2 separate regions of the Mus musculus genome follow, and region 2 is linked to region 1. Evidence: chromatin contacts called from public Hi-C data. All regions are on one chromosome and are shown on one strand. Each heading gives the region's core, a stretch centred on a gene start, on an enhancer-like site or on the middle of the called end of the contact. The rest is flanking DNA. Distances are from core to core; before and after follow the strand shown. Region 1 has its middle 88 kb from the start of Gm33510. Region 2 has its middle 36 kb from the start of Ahi1.

What was found. Hi-C and Micro-C count contacts between places; a contact is called where the count stands out from the background.
Region 2: a contact with region 1 is called in a Hi-C map of bone marrow-derived macrophages, with 26 read pairs. The contact joins two enhancer-like sites. A contact is called at or near these places in 3 of 484 Hi-C or Micro-C datasets (bone marrow-derived macrophages, cerebral cortex and myeloid progenitors) and 2 of 115 datasets of contacts at active chromatin or transcription factors (astrocytes and large pre-B cells).

Annotation. Positions count from the first base shown.
Region 1 is chr10:20,748,116-20,753,202 of GRCm38.p6, forward strand. No RefSeq gene overlaps it. Among named protein-coding and RNA genes, the nearest start is that of Gm33510, 88 kb to the right of the region's middle. Within about 2 kb of position 2,721, at least 14 of the 459 cell types and tissues checked have an H3K27ac peak or open chromatin away from gene starts, as enhancers often do. A contact at or near this core is called in bone marrow-derived macrophages, where this site is marked.
Region 2 is chr10:20,913,509-20,918,595 of GRCm38.p6, forward strand. No RefSeq gene overlaps it. Among named protein-coding and RNA genes, the nearest start is that of Ahi1, 36 kb to the right of the region's middle. Within about 2 kb of position 2,378, at least 29 of the 459 cell types and tissues checked have an H3K27ac peak or open chromatin away from gene starts, as enhancers often do. A contact at or near this core is called in bone marrow-derived macrophages, where this site is marked.

The DNA.
Region 1 (5,087 bases), core at 1,471-3,970:
AGAAGGGTGTCACGGCAGGCGACACTGAGCATTGTCTCTAGTTTTACATGCATGAAAGTCACTGAGGGAAAGGAACCTTCTTGAATGTTCCTACTTCCAGACAACCTGATTTTGTTGGCACATGCTGGAGAGTGGAGATTAGGAACATTTGAACAAATACCCAAGAGATTAAGATTCAAGCCCAGTGGTGGTGGCGCATGCCTTTAATCCCAGCACTCCGGAGGCAGAGGCAGGCAGACTTCAGAGTTCGAGGCCAGCCTGGTCTCTAGTCTACAAAATGAGTTTCAGGACAGCCAGGACTACACAGAGAAACCCTGATATAGCTGTCTCTTGTTAGGCTATGCCAGTGCCTGGCAAATACAGAAGTGGATGCTCATAGTCATCTATTGGATGGAACATAGGGCCCCCGATGAAGGAGCTAGAGAAAGTACCCAAGGAGCTAAAGGGGTCTGCAACCCTATAGGTAGAACAACAATATGAACTAACCAGTACCCCCAGAGCTCGTGTCTCTAGCTGCATATGTAGCAGAGGATGGCCTAGTAGGCCATCAATAGAAGGAGAGGCCCTTGGTCTTGTGAGTATTTATATGCCCCAGTACAGAGGAATGCCAGGGCCAGGAAGCAGGAGTGGATGGGTTGGGGGGCAGAGCAGGGGGAGTGTATAGGGGACTTTTGGGATAGCATTTGAAATGTAAATGAAGAAAATATCTAATAAAAAAAAGAGAGGGGGAGAGATTAAGATGCAGAAAGCTTGGTAAAGACCACATCTTGAGATAAATTGAAAACCTTGGGGGAAAAAATGATAGAGCCAGAGAAAAATGAATAGAACACTAAAAGATTATCACAAAATCACAATACTGGTGCATTGCAGTGAACACTCGCCATGTCGGTTCACGTGCCGTCTGTTCTCTGCTGAGTCCCCTTAACGTGACTGGTGTGTGTGTGTACATGTGTGTACATGTGTGTTCTGTTGACCAATGTGAATGCCATATGCCTGACCGGATGCCAGAGTCCACTCTAATTGTTTACTTCTAAGTTCACATTCCTGAGTGATTTCCTCTGCCAAAAGCCAGGCAGGGTTCACCTCAGGTGTGCATGCTGACTGAATCATGCCTGGTAGGGCAAGAAACACACATGGAAGTGAATCTCTACTGATCAAACTTCACATTCGAGAAGGAAGGTAATAAAGAATTAACTTTACGGAATTAGAAATGAGAGAATGTTTTAAATATTTCTTTTTAATTACTGGAAACAGTAAGTCCAATACTTCTAGTACTGTGCAAAATGTTAGTCATGTTTAATCGACCAAGTAGTTATAAAAAACAATGAGCATGATTATTTAATCTTCATTAGCATTTAAAGGTATGGGAAACATTAGACGCACTGACTGAAACACACGATTCCCCATCTGATGGGACATAAAATAAACCAAATATCCAATTAACATGAGCAGATCTAGCATAATATGCATTTAGTTCAGCAAAATGTGTCATTCTTTACATTTAGAAGTGTGTGTGTGTGTGTGTGTGTGTGTGTGTGTGTGTGTGTAAGTGAAAGTCAGAGGAAAAATTTGGGAGCTTGTCTTCAGCACTCTTTTGAGACATGCTCCCTCACTGGCCTGGAGCTGCTCACATAGGCTACCCTTGCTGGCCAGTGAGCCACAGTAACCTGTGTAAGGGTTACACATGTGCCAGCACACCCATCTCTGTCTCACACAGGCTATGGGATTGAACTCAGGTCCACGTGAGAGCCAGACAAGCACCTTATTGCCTGAGTGATCTCTCTAGCCTTCTCCCATATTTTTGAACATTTTAGATATCCAGTCTTTCACACACATATGAAGAAACATACATACTATTTTTCCAGTTGTTTTTTTTTAGATTATTTCACCAAAGCGAGTTCCACAATCGAATAAATTTCCTCAAGAGGTGTGGTCAGACATATCTGATTGAAATAAAGAGCAAACTGTTTGAAAATATCTTGCAGTGGGGGGAAAAAATAGATACCAGTGAAGTGTTGCCTTTAAAAAAACATCATTTCCCCTGTAATTCAAAGTTCCTTTTCTGCTTTCTGCCCTATGGTCCCATGGGCCACAGCACTGCCAGCAAGAACCATAATCATGGGCAACACAAGCCAGACAAGGGGTCAGGGCAAGCTGGAGGCTGGCAGTGGCTGACGTCAGGCTGCCCTCCCTCCCTCCCTGAAGGAAAGACTAGGAACAATGTGACTTGAAAACCAGTTACTGTAAAAGAAGCAGATCTGAGGGCTTGTATTCAAATAGTAAATGCACAGAAATTGAAACAAACAAATACCACAGCCCACCCCTACTACAGGTCAAGCTGCTACCCTACCCCCACCCCCCACCCCAGTATGCCTGTGACTGTGAAGTCCAGGATGACCCTCATCTTAGGCCAAACTACTCTTCTAAGTGTCGTTTTCACAGCTAAAGCAATTGTGAAAGTACAAGTCCGTAGACCGAGAGTGTAAAATCCATGTACTTTCTGAAAAGCCAAGCTGTGTGGGAGTTAGAGGCACAAGGCTTACCCAACACTGGGGGCTGAGTATGGTCTAGGGGTACAGAGAATAGGACTCCAGGGGCCACTTACCCCCACCCTATTTTCAAAACCTATCATTAGTGGCAAGTGCGGGACAAGGGGTGAGCTGGAGAAACATGGGACCTCTCTTCTTTATGGCACATTGGTAAGGACATTATATAATTTCCTGTCACTGACCACAGAGCTGCTAGCCACTATGACTTAAAGTCCTGCACACTGTTGTTGTAATACATTGCCGTGCACAACAGAATTGGCCACAAATATGACTATGGAACTGTAAACAATGAAATCCCGGGGTTTGTGGAGCAGTCGTTCAATAGGAAGGAGATTCGTGACTTTTTGTGGGAATTTATAGTATGTGTGGGATCCTGTGGTTAAGAATGCTTGCAATGTGCCTTTTAGTAGAAAAATTCAAAATAAGGGATAGCAAGTTAAAGAACTGCATGCTAACACTGTATGCAAATATACATACTTTCAGTGGCCAATTTATTTTATCCTTCCCATCCTATGTACACATCTTAGTTATATGAAGGCTTTATTTCACATACCCTGTCTTCTGTTCTGTCTTCAATATTTAAATATCCAGGCTACAGATACTGACTTGTAATCTCTTCAATTTATGCACACTAAATATTCCCCATCTTAGTTAGGGTTTTATTGCTATGAAGAGACACCATAACCAAAGCAACTCTTATAAGGAAACAATTTCCTTGGGGCTGCTTACAAGTTCAGAAGTTTAGTTCATTACCATTAGTGTGGTAATATCAAGGCAGACACAGTGTTGGAAGAGCTAAGAGTTCTATATCTTGATCTGAAGGCAGAGAGGAGAAGACTGTCTTCTGCAAGCAGCCAGCTCTCTTCTGCACTGGGTGGAGCTTGAGCACTAGGAGACTTCAAAGCCCACCCCCCACAGTGATGTACTTCCTTCAACAAGGCCACACCTTCTAATAGTGCCATTTCCCATAGGCCAAGCACTTTCAAACCACCACAGCCCCTAAAAGGAGTTCCACAGAACAGCCACGCCAAGACACTTGCTATGCTCTTGTAGTTCCAGCTGCTCCCAAACATGGATTCCGCTTTAGAAGTCTGACCTCAAACATTGAATTTAAAATGCTATTAAAGCAGGAACTCCTGAGTAGTTTCTCCTTAATTTTCAGATAGTCTCTGTTGTCTTCTGCCTACCTCAAAGAGGGTTGGATTAGTACAGCAGGATCTCTCATTTTTCCTCATTAAAATGCCAATATGCTGGGGAAGGAACATTCATTATACCTCATTAGCTTGTTGAATTTCTATGGTATAGAGTCTTCTCTGAAAATTAATTAAAAAATGGGTTTGTTGGGAAGCAAGACAGTGAGATCCTCTTCTCAGGGAAGGAAAGGACTGTTATTAAGGTTATCATGTGCAAGGCACATGCCACGTATTTGCAGTATCACATGCCACATGTATGTAGTGCAGTGTTACATGTATTATCTTGTTTAATCCTTGGTTAACTGACATGATGTAGATAGGTTCATAAATGATGTCCTTTAGGTACAGAGAGCTAAGCCTTATTAACTCCTAAGCACTGAATATCCACATGGAGAGGTGCACAGGTACAAAGGCCTGGCTTATGTTTACCATCCTGAAGGTTGCAGGCATGCATGTCCCGCTGTGCAGTCCAGTAAAGCTTGTCTACCTATCAAGTCTCAAGACTAAGTGGAAGCAGATATCTGGATACCTGCCCCCCCCCCCACAACTGGACCACACAGAATGCTCTGCTGCAACAAGAACAGTGTCTGGCTCTTTTGCTGATCAGCCTACACTAATCTTGAGTGAAGGCAGACCTTGCATTCTGGACATAGCCAATGAGAGTTACAACTCATATAATGTCACTCGTGGAAGTGGTGGGGGAAATGGACCAACAGTCATTTGATTCCCTCTTCAAACTCCTAAAGAGTAACCATCATATCAACTGTTCTTTTCTTGTTTGTTAAAAGTTTTTCTTTTTATTATTTTTAACTATGTATGTGTTTGTGTACCTGCATGTGGGGCATGTGCACCCGAGTGCAGATGCCAAGAGAGCAGAGGTGTTGGATTCACCTGGACCTAGAGTTACAGGTGGTTATGAAGTGTGATATGGCTGCTGGAAACAGACTATTGGTCCTTTGCAAAAGTAATTAAAGCTCTTATTATCTGACTGAGCCATCTCTCCAGTCCCTAGGCAACTGTTCTTCTACATGAATGTGAGGTAGACTTGTGAGAGACATAGAGTTATCTGACTTCCTGCAGAGACATGATCAGATATCTTTTCACCTTCTATGGGGCATGGATGGAAGACAGAAAAATAGCTTTACCCAGGATTAGCTTTGTGAGCCTGTGAGTTTAGGAGGTACTTATACAAGCACAGAGTAGGAGTTACATAACAGAAAAAAAGGAAGCTACTTGCTTTACCAGAAATCCCACCACAGCGTAAGTGACAACTTACAATGGTGTCACTGGAGAGCCCATCTCCTGAGAGATGGCCAGTGTCTTTAGAACCTTTGAAGTCCATGTG
Region 2 (5,087 bases), core at 1,128-3,627, 170 kb after region 1:
AAGGCATCTTCTCAATTAGTGATCAAGGGGGAGAGGCCCCTTGTGGGTGGGACCATCTCTGGGCTGGTAGTTCTGGGTTATATAAGAGAGCAGGCTGAGCAAGCCAGGGGAAGCAAGCCAGTAAGGAACATCCCTCCATGGCCTCTGCATCAGCTTCTGCTTCCTGACCTGCTTGAGTTCCAGTCCTGACTTCCTTGGTGATGAACAGCAGCATGGAAGTGTAAGCCGAATAAACCCTTTCCTCCCCAACTTGCTTCTTGGTCATGATGTTTGTGCAGGAATAGAAACCCTGACTAAGACACTAACTAAAAGCAACAGTTTATTAGAGTTGTGGTATTGCATTTTTTCTTATATTCCAATATTTCATAATATGTCCACACTATTTCATAGTTAAAAAGCTGTCTAGCCTTCTTAAATGCATAGCATTATTCAGCCATATAAAATCATTATTCAAAAATCTACAGCGCTAATGAATATGTTTTATCTAATAAGAGAACCTCTAATATATTTCAGTCTCTTTTAAATGCATATAAACTTTTACTCATTTAGAATTTATCTGAGAAGACTCCTAAAGCTCCAAAAACCTAATGCACTTATACTGTTTAATCTACAAAACAACTCCTTTATAGTCTATTGCCCAAATGAATGTCTCAAATGTGTGCAAATACAATAGGTTTTCAAGCCTATTCAACTGCTAACCATTCACTTTGATGAAGGTTGGAAGTTTATATTATTTTCTCTCTGAGGTTAATGAAATGTTTCTGACTATGTAATTTTCAACAAGGCCAAATGAAATCACAAATTATTCAGCTGTAAGGAGCTTATCACCACATCCATGTGATGCAAAGAATGCGCTGGAGAACAGTGTTGGGGAACAGTGTCTGAGAACAGTGTCTGGGAACAGTGTCGGGGAACAGTGTCTGAGAATAGTGTCTGGGAACAGTGTCTGAGAATAGTGTCTGGGAACAGTGTCCGGGAACAGTGTCGGGGAACAGTGTCTGGGAACAGTGTCTGGGAACAGTGTCCGGGAACAGTGTCGGGGAGCAGTGTCTGGGAACAGTGTCTGGGAACAGTATCGGGGAACAGTGTCTGGGAACAGTGTCCGGGAACAGTGTCTGGGAACAGTGTCCGGGAACAGTGTCGGGGTACAGTGTCTGGGAACAGTGTCGGGGAACCGTGTCGGGGAACAGGATTGGGGAACAGGGTCGGAGAACTGATTCATTTATTGGGAGGGGAGAAAGAGGTATTTATGTCCCTGGGGAGGTGGCCAGAGTCTCTACGGCAAGGTTTGTGTGGCCTTGTACCATTGGCCAGGGCAGGGGTGTTAGACAACACCTCATCTGCGTACACAAGGGTTGGGGAGGTCTTACGGGCCAAACAAGGAATGAAGCCTGATAACTGTCAGGGTAATAATGAATATGCTAGGGTTGATGGCGGGGAAGCCAGTTTCATGGTGACAGGTTGGAGGGGGAGAAGCCAAATCCTACCATCCTTATATTTGAGGTATCAGAGGCTGAAGCTCCCTCAAGCCTTCCTCCATAACCCTGGGCCATTGTGGTCCCACACATGTCAATAGGGTCTTGTTTCATTGAAAATAAGGAAATGATAATGTCTGTCTTACTTAGAGTTGCTATTGCAGTGATGAAACAACATGATCAAAGAAACTTGGGGAGAAAAGGGTTTATTCAGGTACACTTCGACATCACAGTTCACCAACAATGGAAGTCAGGACAGGAACTCAAACAGGAAAGGAGTCTGGAGGCAAGAGCTGTGCAGAGACGGTGGAGGAGCGCTGCTTACTGGCTTTGCTCAGCTTGCTTTTTTTCTTTTTCTTATTCTAGGACACCAGTCCATGGATGGCACCACCCATTATGGGCTGGGCCCTTCCACATCAATCACTAATTATAAAAATGCTATAGAGGTTTGCCTATACTCTGATCTAATGGAGGCATTTTCTCAGTCGAGGATCCCTCCTCTCTGACGATCCTAGCTTGTGTCAAGATGACATAAAACCAGCCAATACAATGTCCTATCCAAACAAACTCATTCCTGTTTGCAGACAATGCTAGCGAAAGCTACATCCAGATCATAGCATCCTAAAAGAACCATAGAGATAGAGCTGGACAAAAATTGGGGTGGTAATTTAGAAAGAAGAGAGTCACGTGATCGTAGGACTATGAAATCCCTTGCAGCCACCAGGTGGCACTAGTGAGAGAGAGGCCAGAGTGTCCTGTAACTGTCCAATGGTGGGTTTCACAGCGCTCCGGTCATATGTCTTTATTGCAAATTTGTCTTCCTCTCCGAAGAAAACAAGGAGCCTATGTTTGTGTTGAAAGTGCACAGAGACAGAGTGCCAAAAACTCCCTCCCCCATTTCCTCTTTGCCTGTTGGCATTTCTGAGCACTTTGGTGGCCTTGCTTCCATCCACACAGCTGTGGAGTAACCAAACCACAGCCGGAATGAGGATGCGTTTTTTTTTTTTTTTTCAATGTTGTCCCCTGAGCAGCCATCACTTGGAAATTTTGTGCTATTTTGATTTTTACTTTTCTTGGTTTTAAGATAGCTGATCTTTCTTATATCTTGATCTGAATTTTTTTTTATTATCCATGGTTTCTTACAATTTTTTTCAGAAATCAGTTTAATTTTTTTTTTTTTTTGCCAAAGTCTCCGGTTACATAAAGTCAAAATAGATGGACATCCATGGTTAGGGGAGAATAGGCAAATATCTAATAAGTTTTTACTATTAAAGAAATCAGGCAGCTAGCTCAGTCTCTGTAACAAAATATTACTGTAGGTACAACCTGCATTATATACAGGACTGTGGCCTACAATCCTATATCTCCCATGCACTTCCTCTCATTCCCACTTAGTAGAATCATAGAATCTAAAACTAAAAATTACCCTTGGGTTGGTGAAATGGAATGGGTAAAAAAAAAATTGTACACTCCTCTCTAATAAAGCAAGCCACAGCCAAATCAAAAGGCAGAAACTGCTAGAGGATAATTTGCACTGCACAAATAAATAAGAGGGTTTCATACTTAATAAAGAGCTTGCACCATTACGGAAAAGACTAACTTCTCAATGGGGAAATGGGCAATGGACTTAACTTAGCAAACTAGCAGCCATATTGGGAAGTCCCTGGGGGTCACTTCTGTTATCGCTCTGTTTCCTGTTCCCCCTTTTCTTGACTCGTCCCTGTCAACAACCCTCTCTATTTTCTTAGCTTTCTGAGAAAGTGGGCAACACCAGGCAAGTACATTAAGATCTTATAGATCTGAGATTATTATGCATTTAAATAATGGTTTTTACTTCGCATAGATTTTCTTATGTTAAAAACAGTAATATGCACGGTGTCAACAAGACAATGGGCAAAAGTGCTTGCACCTTACCCACCTGAGTTTGATCCTCAGGACCCATCTGATGAAAAGAGAGACTGAGCCTCTCTCTGCAAGATATCCTATGACCTCCACATGCATGCGATTGACCTATAGCATTCGGACATCCACACAGGGACAGACACACATACAAAATGCATTAATGTTTAAAAAATAAATAAATTAAGATGGTTTTTTTTCATTTTTACTAATTATTGAGATGTGTTTAATTTGGGCAATGAACAAATTCTCAAACAGGGAATTCATGGTGGCAGAATCTCACACTGGGCCACCTAACATGACCCAGCATGTGACCCACCCATCTGTCCATTCCAGACAGTCTATACAACACACATACCAGTCACCTAGTAGTTGTCTGCCACTGTTATCAGGTCAACTGTGCTGGTGTCACAGTTCTATGCAGTGACACCCTTTTATTTAATCATCCCAAGGTGCAAAGCTGTTGGCTGTTCTCTGGTAATACATTGTTAGACTTTCCTATTTTGTTTTATAATTGTTCATCTTTTACTATGCCAGACTTACAAACTTCAGAAAGGAATCTCAGAGGTAGAGGGTCTGCATAGGGTATGCAAAGTCCTAGGCTCGATGTTCCAAAGACCACAAAGAAGAAAGAAAGATTATGCCATGTAATAGTCAGCACTGGCTGGTGTGCTCAGCTGCTATCAGCAGTCCTCGAACATCTGCACCTTGAGCAAAGGAAGAGAGGGGGCTCTTTCATGGTGAAGCTGGTGAGAACTGAACACCCCTCCTGAAATCGCAGAACTTAATGAAACAAAGTCCTCTCTGAATGCTAGAAGAACAGGTAGGAAGCAGGAAGAAGACATAGAAACATCCCAAGTGAAAATCTCAACAGACAGAGACTAGATAAAGCCAGGACCATGAAAGCCAGACTTAGGGCAGTTCAGCAAAAGCGAAAGAGTGCACATGGTAGGGCAGAGCAAAAATCAAAGGCTCTAGCAGACAAAGAGAATAGAGCAATAGTCTGTTATTTAGGGTTCCTAGAGCAGGAAGCCAAACACAGAAGTCAAACGTAATTTTTAATAATTATTGGAATCTACCAATTCAAGGTCACATGATGTTTCAGTAGAAATGAATGGTTATTATCAGAGAAACGAAGTTCCTGTCCTAGTGAAGACCAGCTCCATCATCATCGTCCTCAACATGGTGACTCTGCTTCAACAAACAAAACAATGAGGAGTTGGCATTTGACCCAAGATGTGCATGCCAGAGAATTGAGAAGACACCCAGGAGAAAAGCCCTGTGTGTTTTCTAGCACTGTACACTAGAAGCTACAAGTTTCAATTCTTTTAGCCTTTTAAATAGTAATTATAATTTCAACATGCATTTTAAATTCATTTTGGTGGTGTTAAAAGTGAAAGAGTGGGGCATATAAGGTGTAATTTTGGTGGCAAACATTCAATGATGAATAGTTTAGTATTTTGGTAGTGATGCAGTTAGCATTACAACATACGAACTGCCTCTGGGACAGGCACCAATGTTACTGAGATCTCTTGGCAAGAGCTCTATGGGGGGCAATGTAGTAATAGAGAAATGGTAACTATTTTATTAAACTGGCTCCCTTTTTAAAACTAAAAAGTTGAAAGTAAATCAAATAGCCTTCAAAGGGTGATTAAAGGCATTTTAAATTTTACTTTGTGCATTTTCTATGGTTTGATGCTTATCTACCAGGAT